Linked DNA regions of Mus musculus: region 2 is linked to region 1. Evidence: chromatin contacts called from public Hi-C data. All regions are on one chromosome and are shown on one strand. The core of a region is the stretch at or near the end of the contact, and the rest is flanking DNA. Distances in the headings are between cores, read along the strand shown.

Region 1 (7,693 bases), core at 3,148-5,647:
GGAAGGCAGAGACAGACGGATTTGTGAGTTCGAAGCCAGCCTGGTCTACAGAGTGAGTTCCAGGACAACCAAGGCTATACAGAGAAACCCTGTCTTGAAAAAAAAAAGTAAAGAAAAATAAAAAAAATAAAAATAAATAAAATAAATAAAGAGTGCAAGCATCCAATTTTGAGGTTTGCAGGCAAAGGGGCCAGTGACCTAGCCCAGGAACTTCTGAGTACCACCTGGGGTTGGTGCCATCATCCCAACCAAACTCCTGGGCGTAATGTGCTCTTTCTTCTGGGCCTTGCTGTGCTCCTTGGGGAGTGTAGGTGCTGAGCATGTCATGGGGAGAAAGCTGGCAAGCCATACTCCTCCATGGTCTCAGCTTCAGTTCCTGCCTCTGAGTTCCTGCCCTGACTTCCCTCAGTGATAGGCTGAAATAAACTGGAGTTGTTTTTGGTCAGTGTTTTATCACAGGGATTAAAAGCCAACTATGTCATGGTCCTGCCGTGTCCAGAAGACACTTAAGCCTGGTCCTCTGGCTCTTACAATAGTTCCACTTCTCCGTGATGTCCCTCTTTTTCTACAGGTGAAGGGTATTCAATCAAAAAGGCACACTTATGTTAACACACGTGTGGACAGATGTGTGGCTTACTTCTGCTTTTGTAAACTTTTGAGGATCATGCTGCTGTGAATATCTGTGTAGAGGCTGCCTGCAGATCTGGTTGTGAATTGTATACCGACGACATGTTTAACCCTTGGCAGGGCTGCACTGTTTCCCCAGGAAGTATCTTGGACCTTCTTCCAAGTAATACGTGGACATGACTTTTCTTCAACTCTTCCTGTTGCTTTCATGATGTTGCCCCCTCCCATGCTCATGTTGAGGAGACTTGATGCCAGGTAGAGCAGAGACAGGCCTGTGAGAGGCAATCACAATCACGGGGGCACCATCTTTGCCAATGTGATCAGCACGCACAGTAAAGGGCTTGACAACAGAAGGTAGAGCGCTCTTGATCTGTAGCCTTCCCACTGGGAGAGGACATGGCATGCCATGCCTGGTATCGGGAGCACAGAGTAAACTCACAAGTGCCCAGTCCCGCTGATGTGAAACAAAATGCTGTGCTTTGTAGATCAGATGAGCTATGGTCACAAAGGCTCTGCTATAAAATGCCTTGCAAGAAACTAATGAGTTGAAGGCTTAGTCCTCAGTGTGATGGGATCAGAGTGGGGACTCAGGGAAGTGACCTAATCTTGAGGCTTCTGCACACACCACCGGATTAATCTACTGATGGCGTCAGACTTTGTTGACACTACTGGAACGTGATGGAAATTAGCAAGAGGACCCTACTTGAACATCTGGCCACTGCAGATATGCTTGGTGGGTGTATATTGTCAGGGGGTGGGGGAAATGCCATCTCTGCTCTGCTTCCTAGCCACCATGAGATGCTCACCTCTCTGTACTGCCCCTCTCTACCTCTCCATACTCCCAAAGAAACTGGGCCAAGGGACCATGGGCCAAAGCCCCCGAAACCACGAGCCAAATGAAATCTTGCCTCCCTGAGACTCTTTCTATCGGGTGTGTCACCGCAGCGAATGTCTGGCCAGCGTGGAGACCAGGAATCAAAGCAGGTGTTGGTGGGACTTCTCTGATGGTGCCCCTCAGAGCCAGTTTACAGGTAGATGGGGAAAGGTTTAGAGAAGCATGGTAGAGATATCCTACAGGGCTATACCCAGAGCTCCTAAGGGTGAAGCCCGAGCTGCAGAGGAAACCCCAGGATGTTGGCGATGCCAGGCACATGGGATATTGGCTGAGGAGTCGCACAGCAGCATGTAGAGTCAACCCAGGATGTGTCTCTGCTGTAGATGGAAGGCTGTGGGGACAGGGCTGCCTAAGCTTGTCGGAGCTCACACACCATCACCATCACCACCACCACACAGCCCTATGGAGCACGAGGACACCATGTCTGCTCTGCTGGGTTTCAGACATTCTCTGCCCTCCTTTGAATGGCCCAGTCCCTGCTTTTGGGATGGGAAGGTTACTCCGCGCCCTTGTATTTGACACAGCTAAGAGTTGGCTTTGAGTCTCAGAGGACACTTTGATTCTGCTCTTTGAAGGACTTCAGAGCTGTTAATCCTCTGGGGATTGTGGACGACAGCGGATTAAGTTCCTTTTGTGATAGGAAATGGACATGGGCCTTTGAGGGCTAGGGCAGGACGTTTGTGATTTGAGGGTGAAGTGTCCCCACCAAGGCTGGAGTGTTGAAGGCAGCTGTGTTCAGAGAGGGGGGTTCCGGGAAGTCGCTGAATCCTGAGGGCCTGTCTCAATGGATCAGTCTTGATAGAATCTGTACTCTATGCCAAGTGTTGGGTAGCTGTGAGAACTGGGACTGGGGTGGCTTGGATAAGAATGGCTCTGGGACTGGAGAGATGGCTCAGCAGTTAAGAGCACTGACTGCTCTACTGAAGGTCCTGAGTTCAAATCCCAGCAACCACACAATGGCTCACAACCATCTGTAATAAGATCGAATGTCCTCTTCTGGTGTCTGAAAACAACTACAGTGTACTTACATATAATAAACAAACAAACCTTTTTTAAAAAGTCTAAAAAAGAAAGAAAAATAGAGTAACTTTGAGCACTGACCATGAATTAGGCTCTGCCCAATGCCTTGGAGCACAGCTGTGCACAAAACAAAGTCCCTGATCTAGGGCATTTCTTCAAGAAGGATGGGGTGGGGGAAGGGGAAATAGGCATTCGACCGTGAACATACTGAAATGTTCAGCAGGTTATAGATGCCATAAAAAATTGCCCTGTTGGCAGATGCAGCGGGGAGGGCAGGAGACTGTATGCAGGGTCCAAGCTTAGCAGAGACTTCATCAAATGGGAGAGAGTGAACCTGGAGGGCTCTGTGGGGACTCTGTGACAGAACTCTGGTGCATTAGGGAACTGGTTAAGCCACTTGGACAAAAAGCATGGGAGGTTGTCGATCCAGAGGCTAATGAGAGTCAGCCCTCCAGAGACCCTGGAAAGGGAGACTCAGGAATTGCTGTCTATAAACTGGTGACTCTTCTGCCAAGTTTTTTCTATTGATGTGTGTGTGTGTGTGTGTGTGTGTGTGTGTGTGTATGCTGTGCTTCGTATATGATGGGGTCATGCCCTGACAAGCCCATTGTGAACTGTAAATGGATTAAATCTACCTAGCCCGGCAAGGAACACAGCACAAGGCATATGGGGGACACTGGCTGTGCTTGTGGGACTCCAGGGAGCTATATCTGGCTAAAGGGAGGATGTTGAACCCCAGATCCCTAGCCCCTAAACCCACCAAACCTCAGAAGCATAGCTTCTAAGGAATACACACTGCTCCCTCACCCTGCAAAGTCAATGCCATCCAAGTGGAAGCATTCAAAGTCAAGGACCATCTGTAATCGTCTTTTAATGAAATACGGGCATGGTTGTCACCCATTATGGAGACTGGCTTGCACACGGAACTTGTGAGCAGATGTGTGGATATCAGTCTGTGTTACCCAGCACCCTCTCTGAGTGTCAGCCACTTAAGCTTGCTGGGCCCTTTCACCAGCTGCTGGGAGCCTTGTGGGAGCTGGTGGGTGGACGCAGACACCTTTCCTTTCCTCTCAGGTAAGATCCTTAGGTGTAGGCTTTGAAGTCCAAGAGCGGGCCAGCTATGTGGTATGGTACCAGCCCTGGACCCAGCCCCACACGCAGGTACTGCTTCGGGGCTTCAGTCAGTTCCATCCCTTTTCTGGGTTTAAAAGCAGACTGTAATGAGCAGTGCTGGGTAGCACACACCTTTAATCCCAGTACTCAGAGTTAAAGGCCAGCCTTGTCTACACAGTGAGTCTGAGGCCAGTCAGGGATACATAGTAAGACCCTGCCTCAAAATCACAACAAAACAACAACAACACAAAACAAAATGGGCCATAATGATGTAGTAGTGTGTTGATGCCAGAAGCAGACGATAATGCAAATGGTGTCCCAGGACTGCCGGCCCTTGGCTGCGAACCCGAAGACCAAAACCCATGTGCATTTAGAAGGAAGGCTGAAATGCTGGGAAGGTGATTCATCTCAGAGACTGAATCAGGATGAAGAGAGGCAGAGTCCTGAGGCTGCTCAGAGCCTCTTGCAGAGACAGCCACGAGGGGGACATCGCCAGCTGCTGGCTCCAGGACTGCCCGTCCATCACTGTCCACGGACAGATCCACATGGGACCTGCAGCGGCAGTCAAGAGATGAATGGAAAATTCTGGAATATAATTAAGGTAATGGCAGTCCTCCGGCCCCACAGAGTTTAATTTGCAGAAGGAACGATTCAATTCGGGGCTGTTTATCACCCCGTGGAGGCTGGTTACGCTGAGATAACAGAGAGGCTGTTGTGTGGTTTGAACAGTGATCCGTCTTAAAGGATCTCGCAGCGCTGTTACAGAGACCTGTGGGAAAACGAGCAGCCTGCCAATGCCTGGCATGGAGCTCTCTGGGTGATGCTCTGGTCATGCCAGTGAGCTTTGAGGTTCCCTAGACTCAAGCCCACTCTTGAAGCCGGGTGTGAGGGCTCTTGGGCATGGGGGCTTCTAAGTGTAACACTTCTGGGTATGAGAGGCTTCTGGGGTGTGAAGACTCCTGGATGTGAGTGCATCTGGGTGTGAGGCCCCTCGGGTGTGAATCTCTGAGTTATGAGGGCACCTGAGTGTGAGGGCTCCTGGGATGTCTGTGAGTGAGGCTAGCTGGGTGTGAAGATGAAGCCCTGGCCCTGAGAATAAAGCAGGTTCCTTGACCCCTCTTCCCATCCCCGCACCTCCCAGATGGACACAAACGGTCAAGAGGAAGATGAGAGTTAGATGCTGACTAGCACTTGCTCAGTATAGTCCACCCCTGGCCACCCAACATTCATACGGATTCTTCTTCCTTCCAAGAACAGCCAAAGCTGCTCATGCCCATGTAAAGACAATGATTCTGACCCAAAGAGAGAGACCAGTGTCTGTGCCAGGCCTGCGGCTGGCTCCAGGCTCTCTATCCCAGGGACCTTGGCAGCCCTTCCCTCTGGTCTGGAAGGACTTTTGCAGAGTGTAGAGGAGAACTATAGGAAAGTGTAAGAACTGTAGAGAAATCAACTTCCAAGGCTGACATGGCCCACGGAATGGTGTCTGCAAGGCTTGACTGGCTCTCAATGTCATTAGATCTGACCACTCCATCTGTCTGTGATTCTCTCAGAGGGCAGTGGGGTTCTCGTGGATCAAGTGACCAGATCAGTGTGTTCCATCTTTCTGGCCTTGGACTTGGTTCATATTGGCAATTGTACCTGTAGTGGGTGCAGACTGTATGGTGCTGAGGCTGTTTTCAAGAGCACTGGGCAAAGAGACCCCGTCCTCGGGAGGGATAGGAATAAGGCCCCTTGCTCTGGGTTTTCCCAACAGTGTCCTCCAATGACTCTCTGAGTCGCATGTGCCCTTGTTGATATACAGAGTTAAGTCGAATGCAATTAAGTTTTGAGTCCCCGTGGGTGGCCTGTCTAGACTCTTTAGATTGTATGAAAGAGACCCAATTCAAACTAACTTAAGAGGAAAATAGACTTATCAGTGGTGCCTCTGCCTGGCCTGGGGAGGACACGGATGTCTCACAGGAGGAATGACAGTCCAGCTTTAGCCCGGCCTTACTGTGTGCAGTCCAGTTCAGTGGCAGTCTGTCAATTCCTATCCTCTGTGGCTGGCTCTGAGCTGAGGCTGCTTAGTGAGATGATTCTAGGTCTTAGAGGGCGCTCAAGGCTAAGTGGTACAGGACTGTACCACCCAGGCCCCAGTGGAGAAGGAGTCAAGACTGCCCAGGCTGTGCCTGAGGTTGGCAAGAGTGTGGGCTGGAACAACACAGCCACCACCTCTGCCTGCCTGCTGCCATCTCCCTCCAATTACAGGCAGCACCAGTGACGGGCCAGGAAGCTGATTAATAAGCTGGGGTTGGGGGAGGTAACCATCTTACCCAGAACAGATCCAATTAACTGAACCCCCCACTGTGGTCCTCATGAGATGAGCACACAGACTGTGGCTATGGGCATGGGGCAGGAAAGTGTCACAGCTCCTAGGCATAGCCACAAACTCTGGTAGGGCCAGTGTGACCTCTCTTGATTGATGTAATAGGTTCACTGACAAGAGGGATTGGTCCCTGGCGCCTGGATGAGGTCCCTGAGGGTAGATGTGTGGGCAGAGGTAGACTAGAGGAGGGAAAGTTCCAGGAGGTACTATTCTAGAGCCACACTGTGGTACCCAGCATCCTCTCCATGAGCCACACTGTGGTACCCAGCATCCTCTCCATGAGCCACACTGTGGTACCCAGCATCCTCTCCATGAGCCACACTATGGTACCCAGCATCCTCTCCATGAGCCACACTGTGGTACCCAGCATCCTCTCCATGGTCCACACTGTGGTACCCAGCATCCTCTCCATGAGCCACACTGTGGTACCCAGCATCCTCTCCATGAGCCACACTGTGGTGCCCAGCATCCTCTCCATGGTCCACACTGTGGTACCCAGCATCCTCTCCATGAGCCACACTATGGTACCCAGCATCCTCTCCATGAGCCACACTGTGGTACCCAGCATCCTCTCCATGGTCCACACTGTGGTACCCAGCATCCTCTCCATGAGCCACACTGTGGTACCCAGCATCCTCTCCATGAGCCACACTGTGGTACCCAGTACTCTCCAGGAACACAGAGGGGCAGATGGCAGGAGCAGAGGTCCCTGTTTATACAGCCTCTACTAGGCCACTGCCCTTCCCCACCCAGGTTAAGTGCCTGGGAGACTATAACAGTAGCCTTATCCAAGGGGCCAGTATTTAATACTCCTGTAGAGGTTTGCCAACAACAATCTGACTTTCTTACACTTGGTCCCACCTCTTAATGTTCTAGAACCTCCCAGTAACACCAGGGGCTGATCACCAAGGCACCAAACCAAGGGGCCTTTGGGGAACATTCTAACCACACACTGCAGCCCCCTCCCCTGTATCTCTCAGTGTTGGAAGCCCCATGCCTCATCTAGCCTCTGCTACCATCCTCTATGAAATCCCCAGAACCAGGAGCCAAGCACACCTCCTCTTTTCTTCTTGCTCTAGCTACAGCAGGTTGTTCGGGAACGGATGTACAGGACCCTTGTTCTGGAGGTAGTCACTCTCCCTGCTTGGACAGTGATGTTCCTCATACCGATAGCTAATGTCTGAGCAATGACAAGTCAGAATGAGACCAACCTCCTCCACAACACATGCTGCTAACTCAGGGTATAGTAGTCACACTGCACCAGCATGGCCTGGCAACTTGAATATAAGCTTTCCAGTCTTACAAGTATATCTGGCAAAGACCGGACAATCAAGGACTAATGAATGAACAATGGGTGATGGTGCCACCCACCTCTCACCTCCGCACTCAGGGGACTGGAAGAGGAAAATCACAAGCTTAAAGCTAGCCTGGGCTACATAGTAAGACCCTGTCTTACAAAACCGGAACAACAAATGAATGAACTGATAGATGATGAATATTGGGGCTGGGGATGGGATCTTGGGTCCCATGCTGCTTCCTGACTCTGGGCAAGGGGTTGCATGTCTTCAGGGCTGAGCTTGCCTTTCAGTGAAGTGGGCACAGCAATACCTAGTGTGTAAAAACATCTGGACAGGTAGCAAGCTCAATACAGAGCTTAGGAGGGAGCCTGGCAC
Region 2 (7,693 bases), core at 1,961-4,460, 80 kb after region 1:
TGGGAGTTAACAGGGATAGTTGGGGTGGCCCCTGGTACAGCAATACAGCTGCAGCAGTATAGCCACCACTGAAGGATACTGGGGTCAGCTGGACTGAAGCTGTAGCAAGGGCCGTCTCATTGAGCCCTCAGGGAAATATGGCCTCAGACACACCTTGATCCAGGGAAATATAACTTCAGAACTGTGGGGAGTGGAATAGGCTTCCTAGCGTGGTCATTGTTAAAACAACCACAGGGCACTGGGATGCAGTGGCAAGAAGAAGGGAAATGGAGTGGGGCTACACAAATGATAGGACCTCCTTCCCCCTAGAGGACAAGAAGGCATTGGCAGGACCAAGGACCCACTAAACCAGCACTTGCTTGTTGGCCTAATGATACGGTCTGCCATTGATCTTCTTGCTGGTCCTGGTGGTCATCCTACTTTACAAATGAGGAAACTGATGCTAAAGAATTTTGTACCTTAGAGGAGGGATACCTGGGCAATGGGATGCAAGCAGAATCGGGCCCTGTAATTGTGGAGAAAGTACATGTGTAGGGAGGTATGAGGGACCTTATGTGCCCATGCTGGCCTCAGTGTGGGTGGCACAGGCTGCCTGCAGAGGAAGTAGTCAAGGGAGGAGACAGGGGCTTGGGCTGTGTCCTGCGGAATTGGGCTGGCCAGAGGCAGGGCATCAGTGGTCACTAGCCACCATGTCCTCAGGTGCACACACTCATTACAACATGAGACTGCTTAGCATCAGTGTTGGAGGGATGGAGGGAACTCCTCCCAGAAGCCACCATACACAGATCCCTCTCGCCAAGACAGCCTTCCTCACGTGTGGGGATGCACACAGACACGCCATGCATGGAGGCCACGTGGGAATGCCAGGCAAAGTGAGACATCCATACATCCCATACACCCTTTGTGTCTGAATATCTGTTGATGCATCCCCCCAGATACCGTGATCTACACCATGACATTCATCCAATTCACACCACCCATGTACACACAGAAAACATGCTACCCACAGCCACAGCACACACACATACAAAGCAGGCTACATTCGGCTCCCTGCACACACCACACACACCATACACATGTCCCATGACACCTAACACATGCAAACACTCCAGACCATGCCATACAACACATATACAGATGAGACACACGCATAGCATATAACACAGACACAACACACACAACATCTACTGCACAATACCCATGCCTAACACACACGTATCAGATGTCACACAGGGTATCCCACACTACACCCCACTTCTCCCAGCCTGACCTGCTTCCTTGCTGTCCACACTAGAGTGTCTCTGGACTGGCCTTCACTGCAGAGATCTTGGGACCAGGGTCTCAATGGGAGCCAGAGAACCCAGCTCACCTAACCCTGCTCCTACCAAGACCTGAAGTTGCTTCGATTTGTGTGGTCCCCCACACTGACATGGCGTGAGACAGAGGACTCAGAGGAGCACCCTGTCTCTGTCTTTGACCTCAGCTGAAGTAGGGTCTTCCTCAACTTCCTCTTTGGAAGGTTTGCATCAGCAAGAAGGAACACAGAACTGCTTTGGTTTGTGTCCATGACCCTGAGTGCTGAGGAATCACACCACACACACACACACACACACACACACACACACACACACACACTTCTTGCCCTCCCCCAATTACCAAGCAGGCTCTGCCTACCCTCTGGCCCTCTCCAGAGCCTGGCCTTACCTATCTTGGCAGCTTTGGTGCCCTGGCCATTGGCTGAAGTAGTTCCCATGGGCATCCCCAGTCTCAGGTGGGCCCAGTAGGTTAGCCCAGGCTATGTCCATGAAGGGAACCAGAGCCTGGATGCTGTGATGTGGGAACCAGAACCCCTTACCTGCACAGGCTTGGGTGAGAGAAAACACTGGTTCTCCCCAGCTGGTGCCTCCCTGAGCCCCTTACCCTCGAAAGCAGCAAAGAGCCAGGCAGGTTCCAGCATCCCATGGGGTTCAAGAGCCTGCAGTGAAAGAGGAAGAAGTCTGTTCTGGCAGAATCCCTCCGTGTCAACGAGGCACCTGTGGAGGAGACAGAGATGCTTGGGCTTCAGTGTGAGCTTTGACTCTGCCTCTTGTCAGCTGTATGCCCCTGAGGTGCTTTCTCAACATCTCTGAGCCTGGTTGTCTGTCAGCAGAGTCCAAAGGAACCACTCAGTGCCATGGCAAGAAGTTAAGTTCAGAGTATCGAGTGCTCGGCTCCCTTTTCCTTGAGGTTCCATTGAGGTCTCAGAAGTCAAAGGTGACCCCAAAATGTGGGTGGCAGCAGTTGGGCCTGGAGGGGTGGCTCTTGGGGGAGGGGTCTGCTTTTCCGGATACTCAAGGGTATTCTCTATTCAGTGAAGAAGCTCCATCCTGACTGTCCCCTGGGAGGAATGCTGGGTTGCCACATGCTCCCACAGGACTTTCCGAGGTTGTCCAAGCAATGGGGAAATGTAGACCCACAAGTGTGAGGATGGAGTCAGGTACCCGCAGGTCAGCCATGAAATGGGGGTGAAGTCAGAACTAGGGGTGTGATGGGGAGAATGAGACATGGGGTGAAGGTTTAAACCCAGGTCTAGCAGGCTGGGAAAACGCAAACCAAGTCTGTCCCTGCCCTTGACTGCCTGCCTCAGGGGTGGCTAGCAGAATAGATCTCCCAGCCAGAGCTGGGGAGATGCACAGGGTGGGTGGGGCAGAGTGTCGCGGGCTGCACGGGGCAGGGATCTGTCCACCCGTAAGGAGAGGCTGCATCCCTGCAGGCAGTTGCTGGTGCCTGGCGTCCTTCGGAGCAGGTACCAAGCTGGGGAGCAGGTGGAAAGGAGATGGGGGAGATTGAGGAGAACCCTCTGGTGGAGGTTGGGAAGCGGGGGGGGGGGTGGGGGTGGGGGTGGGGGGGGCGCGAGGAGGGAAGGGAGAAGAAAAAAACTGGAAAAGGAGGTGGGGGAGACGGAGTGGGGAAGAGAAAAGTAAAAAGCCAAGAAGAAAGTGAAGGATGAGAGGAAAGAAAACGGAGGGTGAGGAGAAAGGCAGGAGAGAAAGAGATGGAGAAAAAACAAAGGCGGAGCAAAAGCAAGGTGGAGAAGAGAAGCGACTGGGACGCGCGGGGAGGGGGGAAGGGAGAGAGAGAGAGAGAGAGAGAGAGAGAGAGAGAGAGAGAGAGAGAGAGAAGAGAGAGAGAAGAGAGAGAGAGAAGCGCAGGCCGAACCGGCGCGGGGCAGCAGAGGGCGCGGCGGCCGAGCTGAACGCGGCGCGGGACGCGCGTGGGGCGCAGCGGGCGGAGCGCGGCCGGAGCCCCGGAGCCCCACGCGCCCGCAGCCTGGCGGACAACTGTTGCGGCGGCGCGCGTGGGCAGCCCCGCGCCCCTGCAGGCGGCTCCCGCGGGCGCCGGCTCCGGGCTACATAGCGAGGAGCGACCGGCGCGGGCACGAGGTGAGCGGGGCGCGGGGCTGCGGGGCTGCTGGGTCCACGCAGTGCTGAGGATCGCGGGCAGGACGGCGTCGGGGGAGCCGGAACGGGGCGAGGTGGTGGTCGCCAGGACCGGGCGACAGCGGGGGACAGCAGCGGGACCAGGCTGGGAGTCGCTGCGGAGCGCGGACGGCTGGGGAGCCAGTGCGCGTGGGGCAGGGCTCTGGAGCCGCGCTGGGAGACGCTTGGATGCCCTGGGTTCCTGTTCGGCGACATCGGGAACCCCGAGGCTCCGCTGCCGCCGCCTCCCAGGGCCCGATCCATAGTAATCCCGCGCCCGGGGCTGGGTGGCCCGGCAGCGGCCTCCGAAAAGCTCATTAGTGCCTACTGTTGTCATAGCAACGAGACCCCAGCGTCTTAGGGTTCTATTTATTCTAATTATTATTATCATTATTAGTATTAGTATTTCTTATCCAGCCAGAGGGGGAAAAGACGAAAGGGGGGCAGCGCATCCTGGCGCCTCCAACTGTTCTCCTTGGAAGGAGCAGCGCCGACTGCCTGATGGGCCAAGCAGAGTCTGATTCTTGACGGGGTCCCCCAGGCTAGGGTCCCCGGGTAGGTGCTGAAGTGGGTATTTACTGCCCCAGTTGTACCCCTGGGGCCATGGAGGGACCGGGAACCGGACTTACATAATTTGTCCCGAGAGTATTTACATTTAAGCATCCTTAACCCCCCCCCCCCCACACACACACACACGACTTTTCTGTTTTCTGGTGCCCTGGATTTAGTGGGTGCTCCTGCCAGGGAACCCCAGCCTGGCATAGGAAGAGAAAAGTGCTTTGCGTGGGAAACTAGAGGGACCTCTCTTGAGGCTGTGTGACCTTGAGCAGGGCTCTCAACTCCTCTGAACCGGTCTCCTCACCTCTAAGATAGAAGGGGGTTGGTTCCCATCAGCAGAGGCTGCTGTAACCCAGGGCGAAGCGAGAAGCCAAGCCCGATCAAGTTGCTATGGGCTGTGTGACCCCAGGCGGGCCTCTGGACCCGAGTCTCAGGATGCTTTCTAAGATGCCTTGGCCACTGACACTCTGAGACTGTGACTTCACGTTGGGCTCCTCCCAGAGCCAGCCAACCCAGAACTTCCCCCCACCCCCCTTTCCATCCCTTTGTTCTCTTGCTTGATCCCAACCGCCCAAAGGTGCCTGGGAACCTTTGAGATTGTCTACCCCTGACCGCTGAAGGGGCTAATTGGAAATGTCCTTTGGAACCAGACTCTGAAACCAGACTTTGGTCCCTGGTATCAACTCAGGCTGGTCAGGGCTGCCCAGAGCCTAGGTTTTCCCCTAATGCTAAGACCTCCCTAAAAAGATCTTTTCTTTCCTCCTGGGCCCATCCTGGTAGAGGTGGAATCTGGAACAGGGCTGGCTAGAAAGTTTTGTTACCCAGCAGCCCCGGAGCCTCTAGGCTCAAGCTAAGCCAAAAGCATCAGATCAGGATTTCCTTTTTAAAATTTGTTTTAGTTTAGTTTTTGTTTTGTTTTGTTTTATTGAAACAATGATTTCACATTGTAAGACAGGATGGCCTAGAACTCATGATGTAGCTCAGAAGAGCTTTAAATTCACTGTGATCCTCCTGCTTCAGCCTCAAAAGGGCTGGGATTACAGACAGGAGCCACCACTGCTGGCCAGCCAGGGTGGGTGGGGGTGGGGTGGGGGTGGGGGAATGATAGCGTTGACTTCACAGTCACTCTGGGTTCCTGTGCTGACTCAGGTTTCTGTCAAGGTGGACACAAAACTGGCAGACTAGGAGTGAGAGGGGGGAATGTTTCTGGGAGCAGCAACCCCGCTGTCCTGGGCCATCCAGCTTGGAGCTTGTTGGGACAACTGGGCAGGAAGGAGGGGCATGGTTGGGGTTGGGAGCATTTCTGCTTGCTCAGCCTTTTATGGAGGCGAGAGAGAAAAAGAAAGCGGCTGGGACCTGTCCAAAAGGAAAGCAGCTGAAGGCCACTCCCCCATCACCTGTCATCCATCTGTCCATCCACTGCTCTCGCCCTGCCCTTCTTTAGTGGCCCCGGGGGCAGTGCCTGGGCCTTGGTCGCTCTGGAGGAAGCAGCTGAGGAGAGGCCCTGCTGAGCCTGCTGGGGCACAAGAGGTGGGCACACTGTAGAGGGTAGGGTCGCAAGAGCTGTGGGTCAGTTTAAAGGGAGATAAACTAACTCTCCACAGCAAAGTTGCAGGCAGTGAGGAGGGGGCAGCCCCTCCTTGGCCAGGCAGGGCTGGGAGGCTACAGGACAGCATCAGGAGGTGACCCAGGAGGGCCCTAACAACCGACAACCACTGTATCTTAAGTCTAGGGATGGAGATGAAGATAGATGTAGGGGGTGGTCAGTGAGAAAAGAAAGCTTGCTAATGCTCAAAGCTCCCACAGTGGAGCACAGAGGAGAGGCGCCCGGAGGAAGGAATGTGCCCCTCTAGCACAAATGTAACCCTTGGCCAGCCCCACTCCTGCTGCCCGCTGCCTGGGGCCTGGCTTCTGGGGGAAGGCGGCAGGTGGACTCTAGGCCTGTCCGTGTCAGCTGCTGGTGCCTGCAGGAAGGGACTTCGCTGACACAGACTCTAGGCTGTGCCTGCAGCGATGGGATTCCGTGAGGCTGCACACAGGACCATTGTTCAGAGCAGAGCTCCCAGCCTTGTGCCTGGAGTCCTACCGACTCTCATACACACGAGCCCCCAAGGGTACATTTGCTGGTTCTTATGTACACATGGAGGGACCTGTTGTAGGAGAGGCAGCTAATGAAAGCTCAGTGTGACCCTGCTACTGAGGACCAGGCCACATTGTCCGGAACTCAGCCTTTGACCCTCTGGGAGAGAAAGGAGTTGGCTTTGCAGACCCTGTGTGACCACTGAGGCGTGGGGGCGTCGTTGTCATCTTCTTGCCGGTAATAATCTCTTGGCTTAACTCAGGATGGTCTCAGAATATGACTCTTCTTGTGCTGGAAGATATTATCTTCCTGTACTTGACCTCTGTTAACTCATCCTCCATTGCTATGGCAATCCCTAGGCATAGTGGAACCTTATTTCTCAGCCGCTGTCCTATACAGTGGGTTCTAGAAGCTCAGGGGCTGGGGTGAGTGAGGAGGTCGTCCTGCCTGTGCTGGGTCACACTTCCCTGGTGCGTTGTATGCTCCTTGCCCTGTAGGGGCTGCTCATAGGGCTGGTGGATGAGGTCCTGTCTCTTTCTCCTCCTTTTCTGCCCTTCTCTCCTTCTAGCAAGCTCATCACATCCCATTGCTGGGGCCGCTTTTAGACGAGACCCCCATGGGATAGTAGCAGGAACCTGCTCAGAGTTACCTCCTAGGAAGCTCCATCTAGAAACAGGGTCAGGTTCTCATTCAGCATTGGCTGTCTGAACAGACCATCTCTAACTGGGCCCTGGCTGTGCCAGCTGCCCCAGTCCTGCTGATGTTACCTCCATAGACACACTCATCAGCCCATTCCCTTCCTTTGAGGATATTCAGGGACCTTCTCTGGGTGGCTTGACTTAGCCTGTCCCAGGCAGGTTGGAGACACCTTGCCTTGGTAAGTGTTGGAGACACTGACAACTGAAGCTGGTGACCCCTGCCCTCCAGAGCCTATATTGGAGATAGGTAGATGTGGACACTGGAACTCTGAGCAGACAGGAAATGTCCCCTGGAGGTCCTTGAGGCCAAGGTTATCTAGCCGGAGATGGTGGGTACCACTCAGAGCCTGGAAGACAGGGTGCAGATGCTTCATAAAGTATGAACTTTCTCTGCGAGCCTCCCCCAGGCCAACTCCTGAGAGTCACCTCTGGGATCCCTTTTTTTGTCCACGGGAACACTCATCCATATATCTGTACTTTAAAGTAAGCCTAGTAAGCCTCAATGAATAGGGCACACAGGTCACCACGTGTGCAGCACCCTGTTTTCACCTTCGGGGAGGGGCGCTGAGCACCTCACAGCTCTCTGCACGGCAGACCTCAGCAGATATGGGCACACACACCTTGGAGAAGAGAGAAAGAGTCCTTACATGTTTCAAATGACACCTGTTTAACAGTGAATTAAGTTCTATGAGCCTGGGAGAGAAAAAAAAAATTATTTTTGTTGTTCACACTTCCATGGAAAACAAGACCAATCGTGGTCTCTTAAAAGCCAGCTCCCTAATCTGCTTATTCCTGCCTGGCAGCCTCTTAGGAACAGGGAGAGGGAAGGTTGGAGGAGGGACATAGCTGCCCTGGCTGAGAGCCCTGCTCTGAGCGTGGGCCTGGGAAAGTTCAACTCC

What was found. A called contact is a pair of places that touch in the nucleus more often than the background predicts.
Region 2: a contact with region 1 is called in a Hi-C map of the N1E-115 cell line, with 2.9 times the contacts expected there. The contact joins the promoter of Shisal1 here to the enhancer-like site in region 1. A contact is called at or near these places in 17 of 39 promoter capture datasets (the 3T3-L1 cell line, 3T3-L1-derived adipocytes, the C10 cell line and 13 more), 2 of 15 datasets of contacts at CTCF or cohesin (large pre-B cells and pro-B cells), 7 of 484 Hi-C or Micro-C datasets (the HL-1 cell line, the HPC-7 cell line, the N1E-115 cell line and 4 more), 8 of 115 datasets of contacts at active chromatin or transcription factors (SST interneurons, embryonic forebrain, embryonic hindbrain and 4 more) and 1 of 9 other capture datasets (liver).

Annotation. Positions count from the first base shown.
Region 1 is chr15:84,523,690-84,531,382 of GRCm38.p6, reverse strand. No RefSeq gene overlaps it. Among named protein-coding and RNA genes, the nearest start is that of Gm34027, 12 kb to the left of the region's middle. Within about 2 kb of position 4,397, at least 12 of the 459 cell types and tissues checked have an H3K27ac peak or open chromatin away from gene starts, as enhancers often do. A contact at or near this core is called in the N1E-115 cell line and oligodendrocyte precursor cells, where this site is marked.
Region 2 is chr15:84,442,091-84,449,783 of GRCm38.p6, reverse strand. It overlaps Shisal1 (shisa like 1), which reads left to right and starts at 3,210. Exons shown (of 5, transcript NM_001374162.1): 1 at 3,210-3,422. It overlaps Gm33830 (a long non-coding RNA gene), which reads right to left and starts at 4,509. Exons shown (of 3, transcript XR_384293.3): 1 at 4,321-4,509; 2 at 1,921-2,033.